2 separate regions of the Mus musculus genome follow, and region 1 is linked to region 2. A link is a contact called in public Hi-C data. All regions are on one chromosome and are shown on one strand. The core of a region is the stretch at or near the end of the contact, and the rest is flanking DNA. Distances in the headings are between cores, read along the strand shown.

Evidence for each region. A called contact is a pair of places that touch in the nucleus more often than the background predicts.
Region 1: a Hi-C map of uterus shows a contact between it and region 2, with 3 times the contacts expected there. The contact joins two enhancer-like sites. A contact is called at or near these places in 2 of 484 Hi-C or Micro-C datasets (embryonic stem cells and uterus) and 1 of 9 other capture datasets (embryonic stem cells).

Annotation. Positions count from the first base shown.
Region 1 is chr12:82,439,302-82,445,807 of GRCm38.p6, forward strand. Sipa1l1 (signal-induced proliferation-associated 1 like 1) reads left to right here. Exons shown (of 21, transcript NM_172579.3): 18 at 1,514-1,660. Gm51987 (a long non-coding RNA gene) reads right to left here. Exons shown (of 3, transcript XR_003950209.1): 1 at 5,152-6,506; 2 at 4,611-4,652; 3 at 3,322-3,504. Among named protein-coding and RNA genes, the nearest start is that of Gm51987, 3.9 kb to the right of the region's middle. Within about 2 kb of position 2,545, at least 5 of the 459 cell types and tissues checked have an H3K27ac peak or open chromatin away from gene starts, as enhancers often do. A contact at or near this core is called in uterus, where this site is marked.
Region 2 is chr12:82,136,962-82,142,943 of GRCm38.p6, forward strand. No RefSeq gene overlaps it. Among named protein-coding and RNA genes, the nearest start is that of Gm30799, 70 kb to the left of the region's middle. Within about 2 kb of position 2,485, at least 36 of the 459 cell types and tissues checked have an H3K27ac peak or open chromatin away from gene starts, as enhancers often do. A contact at or near this core is called in uterus, where this site is marked.

The sequences.
Region 1 (6,506 bases), core at 1,295-3,794, 300 kb after region 2:
TAGGGTCATTGACCCACTGAAGCAGACCCACAAAGAGCCATGAAGAAGGGAGGGGCACACGCCCCTGCTGTGCCCCTTCCTATCATCTGCTAGAAGCCAGGCAACCCCTGGAGATGCCTGTTCCATACTCAGCAGTCTTGGTTGCTGTCTACACTGGAATGTATGTGGGAGACAGATGTGGTCGTTTTGTTCCCTTCCCTAGATGGAGCCTGGGCATCAGGGATGGAAGGGCAGAAAGGTTCTAAGTGGCACACAGAATTACCTGTTGTGCCTCCATCCTTTTGGTGGGCTCAGTTAGACACAGCTGAGCCATGGATGTCTTGCAGAGTTTGCTGGTGTCCGTGGACTCAGTGCCTTTGCTCGGGTTAAGTTCATTAACAGCACAGCTGCGCTTCAGCACAGCTAAATACACCCTGGATTACCAGGCTGGCATCATAGGCATAACTCTCATCCTTTGTAAGTAAGTATCTCTGGAGCCACGTCACTTTGTAGTGAGTTCTGCTTAGCTCCCTGTTTGCAGGGGTTTAGTGCTACAGCACATTTGAGGGGTGCCCACGTGGAGTTACATACTACGCCATATCCATCCTGGCTGCCACCACTCAAAGACCTCCCTGCTTCCCACTTGTCTGCCTCCACCCTCAGCAGCAGCAGAATGTCCTCTTGTGGCCCAGGTGGCCCTTGGTACTCAAAGCAAAGATTTTTTTTTTTCATTGTCAGCTGTTGAGGGTTTAATGTTTGCAGTGAATAACCTTTGCCATAGAAAAAAATGGTTGATGGATTTGATTGCTACGATGTTGCTAATCAGGATATCATTCAGGTGCTAACCTAGGGCCCCCAGGGTGGAGAATAATGCCATGGCCCACTGAAAGTCCCTTCCAAGGCTGGCTCCTATGAGGGACTTAGCACTCTCCCTGTGATCTGGTCTACTATTCATACTCCTTGACTACATCCAGCCATGGACAGTAGACCATCCATCCCTGGGATATGGAGCACGGGTCAGGGATGTACTTATCCTTCACCTTCCGAAGCACAAAGCCCACAGAAGTTGGGAGCAGATCTTGGCTCATGGCCCAGATAGAAAGAAGTCCTGTTGCTCCTCTGATAGTTATCAGTATTTCTTGGCTATAACCACAGTTCAGTTTGCCATCAGACTAGGCCTCTTCTCCCCCGATGACTCTTGACACTGTGAGGGGAAGCTGACCACTAAAGCTACCCTGCCTTGCCCCCATGTCCCACTGAGAATAGGCCACTCATCCACAGCAGACCTACATATGGCCTCAATAAGTTTCTTATGACTCACATTCTTGGGGGAGAGTTGGTGGGAAGTATTTTTGAGATGCAAAGAAACTGGAGGAAGCCAGGTTAGCTTCAGAAAGGCCACTACTGGCCTGCTGGAGTAGACCTTGATTCCATCTGCACATGGCTTACACTTGTACTCTGGTAACAGGAGATAAATAAGTTCTTCGGTGCGTCTGCTGTGGTCACACATGTTATCCTGTTGTCTCCTTTGTAGGAGAGTTCTCTGCCTCGGACAGCTCCCTCACCGACATCCAGGAGACCCGAAGGCAGCCTATCCCTGACCCTGGCCTGATGCCCCTGCCTGATGCAGCTTCAGATTTGGACTGGTCCAACCTAGTAGATGCCGCCAAAGCCTATGAGGGTGAGTGAGGTTGCTAACGACCCACATAAGCCATCAGAATCCTGAAGGCCAAGCCACGGGGTGCCAGGGTTTATGATAAGGTCTGACCAGCTTGCCACCCTGGGCACACTGACAGTAAATGTGCTTCACGGGTACATCTGGACCCCAGAGCCAAAGCTCATGGCTCTGAGCTATAGTCGGGTCAGATGCTGGGCTGGGAGCATTTTATTCATTCAGATGGACCCTGATGCTTCTTTTCTACAAAACTCATGAGACTCCTGTGGCTTGTAAATGTCGCAGTCCCTATGATACTCTGGCCTATAGAAACCAGGGACTAAACAGAAGGCAATGTGTGTTGACATTGGCTATCTACTATCTGTTCTTTAGGAAAGAGTGACTTTGGTACAAGATTATACTTTCAAATTTTTTGATGCTAAGAAGTTCTTTATAATGTCATGGCAGCAGAGTTATTGCTCTTACGTAGACGAATTGAAAGTGACTTTATCTGGTTTCAGTTTAGACCATGGGTTTACTAGGCCACAGAATTCAGAAAGAGCAACCATGGATAGTGATGGCTGTCTTTGTTTGCCTTCCTTCCTTCTTTAGTTCATGGAAACTCCCTGATTCTAACCTATAACTGTGAGCTTTTCCAGCTGGTCTCTTTACTCCCCAAAATAATGACTCTGAGACTGAATTATTTTATGAATACATGCCTAGAGGCCAAAGGCTTTGGGTCGTTCCCATTAGCTCGTAACTGATTTATCCCATTTGTTCTGTTCCCAGTCCAGGAATAGAATAGTCCACATGGCTAGTTACCGCCCCCTCAGAGTCATGTGACCATCTTCCTCAGTTTGGGGTGAATCTTGCCTCCACATGACTCCATCCCAGAATCTTCTCTCTGTGCTGGAACTTCCCTATTTCCTGTGAAGTTAATAAGTCAACAGCATGTTACTGACAGGTGATGCTGCCATACACTGCACAAGAAATTCTCTCTATATTTTCTCTTTTCAGCCCAATAAAGCACTCTTTCTCTTACAATAATAAATGTTATATACTAATAACAATTATGAGAACTATCAGGTAAGATTTACATTCACAGTGTCCAGTCCATATGCTTTCGGCAACCTTGGAGAAAGTATTCTATCACTCTTGTTTTTGTAGGTTCAGAGTTATAGACCTAAATCAGTTTCTATCATAATTTGTACTACTAACCTAAAACATCTTCTTAGACTTGAGAACATCTTCTTAAACCCTGTACAACCTAAGCTTAAGCCGGGCGTGGTGGCGCATGCCTTTAATCCCAGCACTTGGGAGGGGCAGAAGCAGATGGGTTTCTGAGTTTGAGGCCAGCCTGGTTTACAAAGTGAGTTCCAGGACAGCCAGGGCTACACAGAGAAACCTGTCTCAAAGAAAAACAAAACAAAACAACCTAAGCTTAATTTTGAGACTATTACTATCTAGTCCTCATCCCCACCACAGACTTGAGAATCTGTGTATACATAGCTGAGTATGCAGGAAGTGCAGGCAAGCAGCTTACAAAACTATGGACATGACAGAAAAAGTTGCTGCCTCTACAGGCCCCCAGAATCACTCTGCAATGTTGAGCGTCCATCGTCAGCCTCTGGCACAGACTATCTTAACATACTTTCTTGGAAGTGGGAAATATGAAAGACTTGCCTACCGTGTCCTTGAAAAGCGAGGCAGTGGACTTCCTTGTGTCTTGTTTGTTCAGTTTGGACAACATACTGTATGCTGCTGAAGCAAGGACAGTGTCTTGGCCAGTGGTACAATTGAAGCAAACTCTGTAAGAGCTTCATTGATGTCAGCATCTTTGAAGTAAAATGAGGATACTGCCAGGAGCAGACCTGTCTCATTGTCAAAAACAACAACAACAAATATTAATAAAGCATCTTTCAATGCCATGTCCTATAGATCTTTGACATTTTTGAAAACCATTTATCTATCTATAGTATATCTGAATGGCAAATGTTGCTTTTTTTTCTAGCTATTTACTATCTGTTCAACCTTGAAAACATATTTCTATACTTAACATGACCATGAATTTAATTGTCTATTAACTTGCATTTCTAAATTATCCTAAACAGTTTGTAACAGCAGCTTTTTTTTTTGGGGGGGGGTTGGTTTTTCGAGACAGGGTTATTCTGTATAGCCCTAGCTGTCCTGGAACTCATTCTATAGACCAGGCTGGCCTCTAACTCAGAGATCCGCCTGCCTCTGCCTCCCAACTGCTGAGATTAAAGGCGTAGAACTTAACATTGCATTTTTTAGGATTACACAGGTACAATACATTGAAAATAATTGATACATAGTATGTTGTAACCAAATATAACCTTAAGTTTATATTAATATGCAAAAATCTATACAGTGTAAGATTCTTAGGCTAGTAGATTACATTAGCGTCAATAATCTACCCTTTATTCCTGCTATTTCCTGTATTCCTAACCCACCTCTTTTATTGTTTTCATCCCTTCTCCCTCTAATACTAGATAGCAGAGAAAAGATAAAGGAGAGAAAAAGAAAGAGAGAAAGAAATCCCTGAATCTAACCTTCCTCTTTTGTTTCCTCTTAGTCCAAGACCATTACGATTTGTAAGCACCCCCTTAAACGACAATAAACATCCATCATCCATTCAAAGATCAAAACCATCCACTCCACCTCTTGGAAATGGGAAATTCACTCTCTTAAAAATTGCTTCCTGCTGGTTTGGGGAATTAATTTCTTTTGGGGGGCCCCTAAAATTGGGGGTGTTGGTCAGTCTTAAGAAAGCAAGCTGTAGCCCTTGCTGTCCAGTCTTTGTATGCTGAGAACGTTCAGGCTTAAGGAAGTCCTGACTGGAACATTTTCTGACTGGACAATCTAACTAGGCACTGCAGACTCGTCCCTGATGCAGGTCTTGAGGAACCAGCATTGACGCAGTCTGAGGTGAGAGCATCTGGACTATTTGTCTTACCTTCTTTGGTGTCTGGTCCTTCTGCTCTGCAAACATAGAAACCTTTAAAGGTAGTAAACATTTCTGCATTAGGTAAGGGATGTACAGTGTGCATAATTCAGTTAAAGATGATTCTCTGCTCTCTGAGCTGGTAAGGTCTTTCTGCCTTTTTTATGTTAGTTTAGATTGTATAACCAAACTGTAATATAAATAAATATAAATTTCTATCTATGCCATTTGAAAAGATGGCATGGTAAGTCTTGAAGAGTTTGTAGCCAACAAGATTTGTTGGCTATGCATTGGTGAAGTTTTAGCTGCAGGCATTTTCATGTCTCCAACAGTCTTAGAGCTATGCCCGTGTAGAGGGTTTAGCATATATTTTACTTGGTTTATTTCTTTTCCTGTCTGCAGCCAAGATCTTCAGTGAGTCTCCCCCTGTCAAATCTGATTTTTATTAATTATGCAAGAACCCACAGTTTTTCTTCTATTGACGCAAGAGCATATTCTTTTCCCTAACGTAACATATTTCCTGCCTTCCATTTTGAGATGAGGACATACTTACACTGCTCTAATTTATTAGTCTTTTCTACAGTCCAGTGCTTTCCAGCCGCCGTGCTATCCGTCTCATTGGCACTATGTCCCCTTCTGGTCTATGAGCATTTCCCTTAAAGTATGGTTTGATCGCTCCATAATTGTTTGACCTGTGGAATGGGAAGATTATGTGTAACATTTTTTATGTCATAATATCTAAAGACTTGTTGTATTATAATGGATACACATGTCAAAGCATCATCAGCTTCAATCTATAAAGCATTTCCCAGATAGTCATCACCTCTAATAAATGTACCATCTCAGAATCCGCCTTTCTAGAACTTAAGGCAAAAGTCTTAACTGAAATCCTGACTACGAATCAACTTTATGATGCATTAGCATATGTACATACTTTAATTCTCCAACTCTACACATAATCTGTTGCATGGCACTGCTCTAAGGTAGCATCAGTAAGCAGAATGTGGATTCTCAACTCAGAACACTGCATCTCTATGTGCACTGCATCTCTGTGTGCACTGCATCTCTGTGTGCACTGCATCTCTGTGTGCACTGCATCTCTATGTGCACTGCATCTCTGTGCACTGTATCTCTATGTGCACTGCATCTCTATGGGCTGCCGTTCTCGTTCCTCGGGCCCCTGTGGATGTTCGTACCTGGAACTCCTTTTCTGCTGTCACTGTGGGTTCCAGACTGGATGCTTTTGATGATTCTTTCTTTATTCTGATGTAACGAATCCTTTAACCTCTTCTGTGACCTGGAGCCTAACCCTCATCTTTCAGTCTTCTCCTTATCTAAGTCTGTCTTATTCTGATCTTTCTAAGGAGGATAAGACAACCATAACCATTACTGATTTGCATGCTGATAATCAGAACAAAACTATATAGGGTCTAAGTTTTTTTTTTAATAAATTGAGTCTTTTTTTTCTTTTAAAGATTTATTTATTATACAATATTCTGCATGCATGTATGCCTGCACCCCAGAAGAGGGCACCAGATCTAATTATAGATGGTTGTGAGCCACCATGTGGTTGCTGGGAATTGAACTCAGGACCTCTAGAAGAGCTGCCAGTGCTCTTAACTCTGAGCCATCTCTCCAGCCCAGGTCCAAATTTTTTTAAACAAATGAGTTAAAATTTTTTAACATAGGAAATATTAACTTATTTTTTTAACAGGAAATATTTTCTTTTAATATGTAACTTTCTCCTTAAGGGTTTCTCAGTTTCCTCCCACATCTGTTGACTTTTCAGCTTTTCCTGCTGTTTCCACGTGTCTATAGCCGGTATCCACCATGTCTCTCTGCTGTTCAGCTAGCACCTTGTGATGGCTGTTGGCTCTTGGCTCTGCTTATTCTAAGGCCTGCCACATG
Region 2 (5,982 bases), core at 1,235-3,734:
TCTGGAAGCTCTCCTATCTCATTTGTAAAGACCACTTCTGGTCTGACATGATGTGGGCATCTTTGCGGGGATATGTCCAGCCTCTCTTGGGCAGCATCATCCTGGAGCATGGATGTGGGACGGTAGCTCCCACTTCTCAGGTTCCTGACCATTCAAGAGTAGACATTACCTAATACACTAGTTCTGAGTCAATTCTAAAAGCCCGAGCAACGCTTTTCAGTCTTCTTGTGCCCAATTCCCTGTGTGCTCAGCCTACAAGAGAGTTTCTATTCTGTGCAACTAAATCTCCTATCGCTCAAATCCAGTCTCCAGTTCAAGTCCACACATTGACACATCTGATTCTGTTTATCCCATAGACCTTTATTACATGAATATCTGTGTAGCCAGACAACACACTTACTATGCCAACTTCTCAAATTATTTATTTAGAAACAGGGCCTGGCAGTCATTCAGCTCTTTGAGCCATGTGGTTATTGTGATGGGTGGAACACAGCGAAGGTGGTCTATGGGTATAATGTGAATCTAACCAATACAATGAAATAACTTGAGAGGTTTATTCCAGTAAATCTTGACTCTACCCCCTGTCCTTCTCCCCACTCCTATGTACGGCAAAGTCTGTGCATATATAGTGAAATGGATTGTATGACCCCATGGTGGCTTCAGTGGGGGAAGGAAAGACAAGTCCTCAGACACCTACCCGTTCAACACCCTGCTGTCACCACGGCTCTCCCCTGTGACTGGATGCTCCGGGCTGTCTCTTCTGAGATGTCCACCACTGGACTTGATGTCCCACACATTCCGGCATCAGCACCTCTGCCTTCCTGCCCTTAGACAGTCAGGCAACTCTGGGTCCCTGAGGGCCCACACTAGCCAGCAGGGATGAGAGTCACTGCCTCTCGCCGGACAACCGGTCTACCTGAGCCTCTCCTGCTCATTAGATGTGGAGGAAAGCCAGAGAGAACCAGGTTGGGACTTTTTTATTGGGTTTTGTTTTTATTTTTGCCTATAGCACATCCTACTGACATGATCATTCTGGAGAAGACAACTTCATGGCATGACCAGGCCTAAGAGAGAAGACATTCTATGCTGGAGAGAAACTCTATGGTCTCCCTCCTACAGATCTTGCCTTGATGACTAAAGGGAAGCTATTATAACTCGAGAAGTCTTTTCTTTCTGTAACATTTTATTGACATCAAGGAATTTGGCTGTGATCAATATTCTCAGTTCTAGGCAATACTCATTCTTCACTCCTATAACAATAAGTCCTATAACTCTGTAACTCAAGCCCAGCGACAGAAGGTTTCTGGGAACCAATTAAGGAGATGAGAGTACATCTGTGGAGCATTTGACAATAGTTCCTGTTACCCATTGCAATTGACTGGAATGATATTCATTACAGTTCAGTCATAGCTACTTTTAGATTTAGACAATTCACTCTCTGTGCTCTTGGTTACCGCCTACATCTAATAAAAGGTCCTTAGCAATTTGGTTTTAAGTTTTTCCTTCTGAAAAATGTTCTCTTCTATACCAAGAAGCATAATGTAGATCGACCACAGTTGCACGTTCAGTCATTCTATGATTTATTGAGCAATTACTATACTTCAGATCATGTGTTAGGCATTGAGGATCCAAAAATCAGAAAGTTTTCTATGTTCCTTTTAACTATCATTCAGTGGTGTACACTAAACATACAGATCTAGCATATGCTGATCATTATAATCCTATGACCTTATGACTTCACATATCATAAAGCACTAATCGAATTTCACAAACTACCCTCCTTTTTGTTTTCTTTTTAAAAAGACTTACTTGTTTTTATTTATTAATTAATTTATTTATTTTGTTTTTTTCTGAGACAGAGTTTCTCTGTATAGCCCTGGCTGTCCTGGAGCTCACTATGTAGACCAGGCTGGCCTCAAACTCAGAAATCCGCTTGCCTCTGCCTCCCGAGTGCTGGGATTAAAGGCGTGTGCCACCACGCCTGGCTCTTTTTTTTTTTTTTTTCCCCTGCAGGGACATCTGTGCATCCATGCAGGAAGTACCTTGGAAGGCCAGAAGAGAGTATCAGATATACTGGCACTGGAGTTACAGATAGTTGTAAGCTGTCATGTGGGTGCTAGGAACCAAACATGGGTCCTCTGCAAGAGCTACAAGGGCTCTTCAGTGCTGAGCCATCTCTCCGGCCTCACAACACACTCTTAATAGCATCCATGTATGAGCTGGGCCCTACACTGTCGCTAAGGCGAGAAGTAGATCATTTTCTCTGGGCGGTGTTTCATCCTGAGCCTCACGGGCCGTTAAGCCAACAAGACAAATCTCCTTCAAAGACAGCAGCACCAAGTTTGCAAGCTTGGACTTCTTTTCTTTTAACTTGGTCTACCCACAGGAAGCAGCAGCTGTCGTAAGAAGAATAAAGTAATAGAGCCAAACGTTCTATTTGACCGGCAGCTGCATAAAGTTAGGTCGAGGCTCTGCGGACCCCAAGGAGGAAGTGACTAAGGCACGAAGTCAGAGTTCTGAAGTGTTCCACACAGCAGGCCTCTTCAAACCCAGGCTCCACACTGGGCCGAATCACTGAATCTCTTCCAACTGCACTGCCGAGCAAACACAGAAATTTTATGTATCTCAAGGTAGATGGTTGAAAATGCTTTTCGTTCCTCACCCCTGTGTGCAAGGCTTTGTCAATGACCTGCTGAGTCATATTTGGCAAGTTCAGAGTCTCTCTTGTTCCCCTGGGAAAAAATATGGGTTGTGCAAGGCTTGAAGACATTTTACTTGCAAAAGCCATGTAGGCATATGAATACAATAAAAAACTATGTAGTCATATGAATACAGAGGGCATTTATATATACACATAATTCAATTTTAAAATTCTTTAAATTTCTAAACTTTAATTATCATTGTGTAAGTGATGTGGAATGGAGCACACATGCCACCATGCATGTATGGAAGGCAGAGGGGAAATACCTCCGGATTGCCTCAGCCCGCCGGTCGCTCCAGCAATGTCAAGGAGACCTTTTTAACTATTATGAAAGCTTGGCTGTAGCTTGGCAGACTCTCAACTAGCTCATCTAAGTAAATCTTACCATTTCCTCGTTCTTGCATGCGGTTTGTTACCTACCACTCCTCAGTACCAGCACCTATTCCTTCCTCTGAGTCTGGCTGGTGATCTTCTTTTCCAGAGAAAAGGGCTGGTGAAGGCTCTTTCCCAGAGTTCCTCTCTGTGCCTGGATGTCCCGCCTTTCTCCTTCTGCCTTGCTATAGGCCGTTCAGCTCTTCCTTAAGCCAATAAGAGGGTGATGAAGAAGATATTTACAGAACACTGAGACAGGCGATACCTCACATACAGTGCACGTGAGATTTTCCCAACAGGAAACTTTGTAAGATTGGTTCTCTCCTTCCATTTTTATGAAGGCTTTAGATGTTGTTGAAGTCAGGTAGCTAGGACTACTCCACCAAGAGCCTTTACTGGCTAAGCCATCCCACCAATCCAAAAACATTCTTTCCTTTAAAATAATTCAGTTTTAAGTTTTCATTTTTACTAATTTGTGTGCATGTGTTTATGTACATGTGTGTGCAGTGCCCACAGAGCACACAAAATACTTTGTTGCTAGGAACTGAATTCTAACTCTGTGAAAGAATGGTAAGTACTCGTAACCATTGATTCATCTCTGCAGTCTCCCAGAATATATTTTTATTGGAGGTTTGTGGGGTCCAGTGGTGGACACCTTTAATCCTAACACACAGGAGGGAGAGGCAGGAATATCTCTGTGACTTCAAGACCATCCTGATCTACATAGTGTGTTCTAATTCAGTCAGGGCTATATAATGAGACCCACTTTTTAAAAATTCAATCTGGGGGTGGCTAACACGTTGGCTCAGTGGCTAGAAGCACTTGATACTCTTGTAGCAGGCAAGGGTTCAAGTTTCAAAACCCATATGACAGTTCACAAGTGTCTGAAATTCCACTCCCAGAGAATGTGATGTTCTCTTCTGGCCTCCAAAGGTACTGCATGCACATGGGGCATATACCCACACAGAGGCAAAATGTACACATAAAATCAATCAATAAAAAACATTTTGTTATAACTTGTTCTTCACTAGCACAAAAAGCTCTTGGAAAAGGATTATTTACACCATTCTAATACCTACCATGGAAGTTATAACAAGGCTGTCTATTCTCCCCCACCCCCCGAGAATTCTTGCTCACAGTAGGAAGTGCACATGTGGGGCCAAGCATCCTGGCAGCATCGTGAAGTCTCAGGAGTGCATTTGGACTTTTAGGGGGTAGGGGGGATGCGAATTTATATCCTTCACCAGATTGTTAAAGGTATGTGCCAACAGAAATACCAGGAACCACTGAAGTCCCTTCCTTTTTCTCTGAGTTTAGCTAACAGCTCTAGTCATGCCCCAGAGTCGAGAGAACTTATATAATTTTATGGTAACTATATGGGCTTCATTAGCGCCAAGTGCAAAGAACAGAAATGAAAAGGAAAGTCAGACATAGAGATTCTGCTGGCACCTCTCTCTCTCTTTCTCTCTCTCTCTCTCTCTCTCTCTCTCTCTCACCAGTCAGCACAATATGCTCAGGCTTAAATTTACGTCACTATTTTATAACTTAAAAAAAAACAAAACCCACCTCATTTTCTTCAATAAACCAACACTGCCTTGGGGTGGGGGGTGGGGGTGCTTTGTTCTGTTTTCTCTTTGTGAGCCCTCACACACTGCACAGTGCATGTGGTTTAGAGACATTGTCATTGACAACAGCGTGGGGAATGTTAATGCTCAGAGAGGACTCTCTCCAGGTGAGATTGTCTCACTTCTCGGTGACTTATTTCTGTAGCAGAGCTAGGATCCAGAGTGTGTAAAAAGCATGGACACAGACTCCTTGGTGTAACACGGTCCCAGACCTAGCAGCTCCCCAGAACTTTAGCCTAACTGACTCCATGACAGATGTTCCATTTGGGCCGCAGCACTCAACACACCTCCTACCAAAACAGAGGCTGACACCAACAAAGTGCATAGCTCTGGGAAAGTCTCTAAATGGACTGACCTTGCTTTTCGGCTTCTGCTGTTCTGCTTCTGGCTAACTGTTCTTGTTAACTAAAATGTGATGACTCAGAACATGGTTTTTTGTGCTTAAAAGCTCACCCTGAGAAAGGCTTGGTGCTACCCTGAGGTCCCAAACACCCATTGGAGTCACTGGCTGGTCAATAGAGACTTTCTATTGGCTTAAAGCGTGTCCAAACAATCTTCTCTGCGAGATACCCCCAACAATACTCATACCTACTTCCTGGTTTGAGAACAAGAAGACATTCCCTCAACTGAACTCTAAAACAGAAACTCTGATCCTGGGGGTGTAGCTCAGTGGTAGAGCTCTTGGCTAGCTGGGGTTTAATTTACAATGCTATAAATAATTACAATAATAATTAATGACAACAATTATTTGTTTAATCCTACGGACTTTTATTTTTTAAAAAATGTATGTATTTTTGTCTTATGTTTAATTGTGTGGATTTATGTGCATCATGCATCTATCTGGTACCTGTCGAGGTCATAAGAGGGCGTTGGATCCCTCAGAACTAGAGATACAGTTGTGAGCTGCCATGTGGGTGTTGAGAATTGGACAGAGATCATCTACAACAGCAATAAATGCTCTTAAATGCTGAGCCTTACATTTTCTCTCAAGCCTAAATTTTAATTTTTGATTAGTATTTTAAAATAGAAGCAGTACCAAATAAAAACACATAAACAAATGTAGATTTTAATTAATTATTATGGGGATAACCTTCTTATAACCTATATCAAAATCAAGAAGTACTATCTGGCCATGCAGTCCAGAGCTCCCGGCATGCATCCTGGCCCTATTATAATGCCCTCCTGTCCTAAGAAACTACTATCTTGACTCTTAGTGGTTCTCAAAAGTGGTCCCTGACTAAAGCTGCACCATCACCTTGGATTTGTTAGCAATGTGAATTCTCG